Linked DNA regions of Ovis aries: region 2 is linked to region 1. A link is a contact called in public Hi-C data. All regions are on one chromosome and are shown on one strand. Each heading gives the region's core, a stretch centred on a gene start, on an enhancer-like site or on the middle of the called end of the contact. The rest is flanking DNA. Distances are from core to core; before and after follow the strand shown.

The links. Hi-C and Micro-C count contacts between places; a contact is called where the count stands out from the background.
Region 2: a contact with region 1 is called in a Hi-C map of hypothalamus, with 2.9 times the contacts expected there. The contact joins the promoter of KCNF1 here to the enhancer-like site in region 1. A contact is called at or near these places in 4 of 16 Hi-C or Micro-C datasets (blood, hypothalamus and tail adipose tissue).

The regions. Positions count from the first base shown.
Region 1 is chr3:19,957,494-19,960,572 of ARS-UI_Ramb_v3.0, forward strand. It overlaps the pseudogene LOC132659512. Among named protein-coding and RNA genes, the nearest start is that of PDIA6, 17 kb to the left of the region's middle. Within about 2 kb of position 1,823, at least 7 of the 54 cell types and tissues checked have an H3K27ac peak or open chromatin away from gene starts, as enhancers often do. A contact at or near this core is called in hypothalamus, where this site is marked.
Region 2 is chr3:20,019,375-20,022,678 of ARS-UI_Ramb_v3.0, forward strand. It overlaps KCNF1 (potassium voltage-gated channel modifier subfamily F member 1), which reads left to right and starts at 1,592. Exons shown (of 1, transcript XM_015094222.3): 1 at 1,592-3,304. The coding sequence starts at 2,104.

The DNA of each region.
Region 1 (3,079 bases), core at 573-3,072:
CCTCCCAGTACATGAGTTTGGAGCTGCTGCAGGGTAGGGCAGGGACTCGGGACCACGAGCATCCCCTGGGCAAAGTGCCCATGCATAGCTGGCTCTCCATGATTAGAAGTAGATAAAGAAATCGAGGCTGGAAAGGTTAAACCATGTCCTCAGGGTAGTGAAATTTGCTTAGTTGTGTCCAGCCCTTTGGACCCCACGGACTGTAACCCACCAGGCTCCTCTGTCCATAGAGTTCTCCAGGCAAGAATACTGGAGTGGGTTGCCATTCCCTTCTCCAGGGGATCTTCCTAACCCAGAGATTGAACTTGGGTCTCCTGCATTGCAAACAGATTCTTTACCATCTGAGCCACCAGAGAATCTTCAGGGCTAGAAGCTACAAAGTGTCTGGGAGTGGAACTCTGGGTACCAGAATCCTGGAGTAGGGCAGAGAATGGTTATCAGAAGCCTTGGGCGCTTGTAGAGAATTCTCCTTTCTCCCAGCCCTCACCAGTGCTTCTCTGTATTCCACTTATCTTTTGATGATGCTGTATAGACACGAAATTCTAAAATTAATTCCTCTTCCCTCTCCCAACCCCCAAACTTCTGAAGAAGATTTAAGCCCAGTATTATGAATCTTCTCAATATTGTTATGAAAGCCCAAGAGCTTGTACAGTAAGCAAAAGGCAGGTCTGAAGAAAAATCTGCAATGCATTTTTATCTTTTTTTCTGGCAGCAGCAGCTGCGAGATCTCAAAAGGAGGCAGCAATTCCATTTCCATTCGGGCTCCATTTCTGAGCAGAGATTAAAAACGTAGAAATCTTGAGCTGGATCAAGGGGAAGCTGTTTCTACGTGGGCTGCAGATGCTGCCTGCAGCAGTGTGCTTTGAGAGGAAACAACTCTCAGTGGAAACAGAACATTCTGGAACCTTCTAGATTTGTGTTCTTCCTGCTCAAAGTCTCTGCTGTTTCCTGGGGGACCTGGGCACAGCTCTCCACCCCTGGCAAGTAACAGCCTGGGGTACTGCCCTGGGCACACACTGGCCCCTACAGAATGGGGCTCTGAGGGGTTGGGTCTCATTGAGCCTGAACCGCCCAGGTGCTCAGTGACCACGTGTTGATGGGATGAAGGACTGGGGCTCTGTGGCCTCAGGGAGTCTGCTGGGTCCTTCTGTTATAAACACAGAGAGGTGGGCACTTCCTTTCCCTTGGACACTGAGCACCCGGGGCCACAGCGGCCACTCGGAAAACGTTTGTTGAGTGAGTGAATTTTAGAGTGTGTGTTTATGAAACGGCTTCTCTGGTGGCTCAGCTGGTAAAGAATCTGCCTGCAGTGCAGGACACCTGGGTTTGATCCCTGGGTTGAGAAGATCCCCTGGAGAAGGGAAAGGCTTCTCACGCCAGTGTTCTGGCCTGGGGAATTCCATGAACTGTATAGTCTATGGAGTCGCAAAGAGTCAGACACAACTGAGCAACTTTATTTTATTTTTATGAAATTAGTTATACTTCTGTGTTTACTGGGGCTTCCCTGGTGGCTCAGACAGTACAGAATCTGCCTGCAAAGTGGGAGACCCATGTTTCATGCCTGGGTTGGGAAGATCCCCTGGAGAAGGAAATGGCAACCCTCTCAAGTATTCTTGCCTGGAGAATGCCGTGGACAGAGGAGCCTGGTGGGCTACAGTCAGTCAGGTCTCAAAGACTCAGACACAACTTAGGGACTCACGCTTTTGCTGTCACTTTTGTGTTTACTGAGCACGTGTGCTGGGCCAGTGGCCATCTCACACTGTACCTGGATTATGTCCTGCAGGCCTCCCAACCAGTCTGTGAACTAAACATCATCTTGCCTTTAGACGTGAGGTGGCAGCAGAGGTTCAGGGTCACAGGGCGGGACGGTGAGGGCGGCACACCCGAGCCCGTCAGTCTCCAGAGCCTGGGTTCCTGACCTCCCAGGACTGCAGGGAATCCACATGATTCCAAGTGCCCACCATCGCTGTCTGGGCTCCATCCCTGGGGCTGTTTCTTGCAGCCCTGTGCCCTCGGCTCTCTGAATGCCCCAGCCTCAGGCCGGATGCCGGCAGCGGGAGGGGAGCCGGAGGCTGGTATCGTCCAGCAGGTGGCACTGCGGACGCGCTGGGGTCTGCACCGGGGGCCTCGGAGGCCAGGAGGCCGGCGGGGGAGCCCAAGGTAGGACCCTCAGTGCATTTGAATTCCTTTCTGTGTGACTCGAAATCGAGCTAATGTTTTCATGAACCAAACATTTTGCTTTGGACTAAACAAAATTTGACTCAGATCCATGAGGACATGGACTTCCCTGTAGCTCATACAGTAAAGAATCTTCCTGCAGTGCAGGAGACTGGGGTTCCATCCCTGGGTTGGGAAGATCCCCTGGAGAAGGGAATGGCAATCCACTCCAGTATTCTTGCCTGGGAAATCCCATGGACAGAGAAGCCTGGGAGGCTACAGTTCGTGGGGTCACAAAGAGTCAGGCTCGACTGAGCGACTAACACTCCACTTCACTTCACGAGGGCATTGGTGCAGAGCCTGAGTGTCGCCTTTTGTGGGGACCGCAGTCTCAGCCCTCAAGTCCAGTAAGGGCTTCAGCCACGCCTGCAAACTGTAAAGTGCGGTTCCAGCCGGAAATGATCCTGTGAACCCAGGTGAGGGAAGTGTGTTACTTGATCCTTGGCCTGTTCCCCGCCCCCCATCCCCCCAACCCCCTCACCTCCACCCCTGCTCCACCCCCCCAACCCCCCGCAGCCCCACCGTTTTCTGTGAGACAGAACTGATTGGAGTTTTGCATGAGGAGACGGTGGCCTTGTCAGTATGGACCATGACGACAGTAGCTGAAACAAACTCTGGCTTCCTGCGTTACCTGGCCTTGGTCTCACAATAAGCCAGGGCAACATCAGGAAGCTGCATTTGAAATCTGGGCTTTGGACAGATGACTTTCCAGCTTATCAGCAACACTTGCTCAGAGGCCAGCCCTGCCATCCCGCACATTTGGGACCTGAGAACAGGAACTCACAAGCAGATTGAATTGTGTCCCCCACCCCCAATTCATACACTGAAGTCCTAATCCCCAGCACCTCAGAATGTGACTTTG
Region 2 (3,304 bases), core at 342-2,841, 62 kb after region 1:
TGTGTGCTGCACTATATCAGAGAGAAGAATCGGCGTGAGGTCAAATCCCAGCTCCCCCTGCAGCTGAGCAACCTGGACAGGGAGGCGAAGCCTGTGGGCTGGGGCAGCAGGCTCCCAGGGTTCCCACTGCACCTTCACCCCCTTCTGGCTGAGCACTTCAGGCAGGTTACGTGACATCCTGCATCCTCAGAGGGATGCTATGGGGATGCAAACACTTGGCTCATGGTGCATTTATAATAACTGTTATTTTTATTCAACCTTTCTGAATCTCAGTTTCTTATTCTGTAGTAACACATCATAGGTTGATTTTAAATGGAAACAAAATTAAATCTGTAAAAAGAAGTTTCACCAAACTATCTTCATGTGATGTATTTTAACATATTCAGTTTTACATGATCTCATTAAAGAAAAAAAAAAACAAAAACCAGTAACTGTCAGTGACCCAGCCTACAGAATATATTTTTAATAGATTTTTAAAGAGCAGTTTTAGGTGCATTGCAAAAGTAAATACAAGACAGAGATTTCCCACATACTCCCTGCCTCCTCATTCCTTCAGCCTCTCCCACCAGAGGTGCATCTGTTACAATCAATGATACAACACTGTCACGTCTTTATCATGCAAAGTCCATAGTTTACACTGATGTCCACTCTTGGTGTGGCACACTCCACAGTTTAAACAAACATAGGATGATATGTACGCAGTGCTAGAGCGTTATACAGAGTAGTTTCACTGCCCTAAAAATTCCGTGCTCTGCCCCCTCATCCCTCTCTTTACAATGTTTTTGTTAACGCAGTCCCCGGTTCACAGGTGATGCTTGATAATTTGCAAGGTAGATGCTGCTGCCGCTGGAATGGTGCAGGCAGAGGCTGCAGGTCTGGAAGAGAGGGGAGAGTGTGGGACGTTTCGTGGGAGGGACACGCAGGCCTGGGCGACAGAGGATGGGGATGGGGAGGTGGGAGTCTGGGGGTTCAAGGCTCTGGAGGTTGGTGGTGATGTTGGATTGCAGAGAAATGGAAAATGGTGGACAGCGAGGACTTCGAGGCAGACTTTCAGTCCGCTAAGGAGCTTGTGTCAGTCAGCCAGGACAGCAGGAATCTCTGAGGAAGAGGCGCCCACCCTGGGATCCATTCCCATTTCACTGTGTGACCTTCTCTCCTCCGCGGGGCTGGACTGGTTGTAGCCGTTACACAGGTCGAAAGTGACGCCCTAGGGGGAGCGAGGGAAGCATCCCGGGACCAGGCGGGGCCGGCGGCCGGGACGCGCGGGCGGGCGTCTGAAGGGCTTTCTTGGGCACGGTTTGCGGGCCGAGCAACAGGCAGCTGTGTTCTCTCACTATCGATCTTCTGGATGCAGAGAGAGAGAAACTTTTCAGCCAGCGCCGGTCGGTCGCTTTCAAGCCGGAGGTCCCGGGCCCCGTGTGACCCGCGGCGCCAGGAAGGGAGGACAGGCGCGCGGCGGTGGCGGCGGGCGCTCAGCTGTGCCCGTCTGCCCAAGGGTTAACCCGTTCCCCTGCCGCTGCCGCGCGTGCCTTGCAGAATTTCACCAGAAGAGGGTACAGTCTGAAAAGCTCTTGACGTCAGGCTGGAATTCCTATTGTGTTTAGAAACGGCTTGGGCAAAGCAAGCCCAAGTTCTCTCTCCGCACACCTCGGCGGGCGGTGTGGGTCCGGCAGCGACGGGACCCGTCTCGCGCCGGCGGCGCACGCGGGGACCCGCGCGCCCGGCGACCCAGGACCCTGCCTGACGCCCACGAGGGGGGACCCCACTCCTGCAAGAGGCCGAGCCGAAACGGCGGATCGCCGCACCCGGGAGCCGGGGTGAGTGCTCGGGGCAAGGCAGGTGGCCGCGAGAACCGCACCCCCCACACACACCGCCCTGCACCGCCGGCGCGCCCCCAGCGCCCGGATGCCCGCCGGGACCCCCGCCGCCGGGTGCATGCCTCCCCCGCGGCGCGCCCCAGCCCGCAGCCGCCGGTTGTGACCGCGCTTCCAGGCAGGCGGGAGCCGGCCAGGCTTCCCCTGGGTCCGCGCACCGGTGGGACCCGCCGACCCTGCGGCGGCTGCAGGGCGCGGAGCCGAGGCCGCGCGGGCACACGCCAGGAGAATGGACGGGACCGGGGAGCGCAGCCTCCCGGAGCCGGGTAGCCAGGACTCCCGGGCGGGCGACGACATCGAGATCGTGGTCAACGTGGGGGGCGTGCGGCAGGTGCTGTACGGAGACCTCCTGAGCCGGTACCCCGAGACCCGGCTGGCCGAGCTCATCCACTGCTTGGCCGGAGGCTACGACACCATCTTCTCCCTGTGCGACGACTACGACCCCGGGAAGCGCGAGTTCTACTTCGACAGGGACCCGGACGCCTTCAAGTGTGTCATTGAGGTCTACTACTTCGGGGAGGTGCACATGAAGAAGGGCATCTGTCCCATCTGCTTCAAGAACGAGATGGACTTCTGGAAGGTGGACCTCAAGTTCCTAGACGACTGCTGCAAGAGCCACCTGAGCGAGAAGCGTGAGGAGCTGGAGGAGATCGCGCGCCGCGTGCAGCTCATCCTGGACGACCTGGGCGTGGACACGGCCGAGGGCCGCTGGCGCCGCTGCCAGAAGTGCGTCTGGAAGTTCCTGGAGAAGCCCGAGTCCTCGTGTCCGGCGCGCGTGGTGGCCGTGCTGTCCTTCCTGCTCATCCTCGTCTCGTCGGTGGTCATGTGCATGGGCACCATACCAGAGCTGCAGGTCCTGGACGCCGAGGGCAACCGCGTGGAGCACCCGACGCTGGAGAACGTGGAGACGGCGTGCATCGGCTGGTTCACGCTGGAGTACCTGCTGCGCCTCTTCTCTTCGCCCAACAAGCTGCACTTCGCCCTGTCCTTCATGAACATCGTGGACGTGCTGGCCATCCTCCCGTTCTACGTGAGCCTCACGCTCACACACCTGGGCGCCCGCATGATGGAACTGGCCAACGTGCAGCAGGCGGTGCAGGCCCTGCGGATCATGCGCATCGCCCGGATCTTCAAGCTGGCGCGCCACTCCTCCGGGCTGCAGACCCTCACCTACGCCCTCAAGCGCAGCTTCAAGGAACTGGGGCTGCTGCTCATGTACCTGGCCGTGGGCATCTTCGTCTTCTCTGCCCTGGGCTACACCATGGAGCAGAGCCACCCAGAGACCCTGTTTAAGAGCATCCCCCAGTCCTTCTGGTGGGCCATCATCACCATGACCACGGTGGGCTACGGTGACATCTACCCCAAGACCACCCTGGGCAAACTCAATGCGGCCATCAGCTTCCTGTGTGGGGTCATTGCCATTGCCCTGC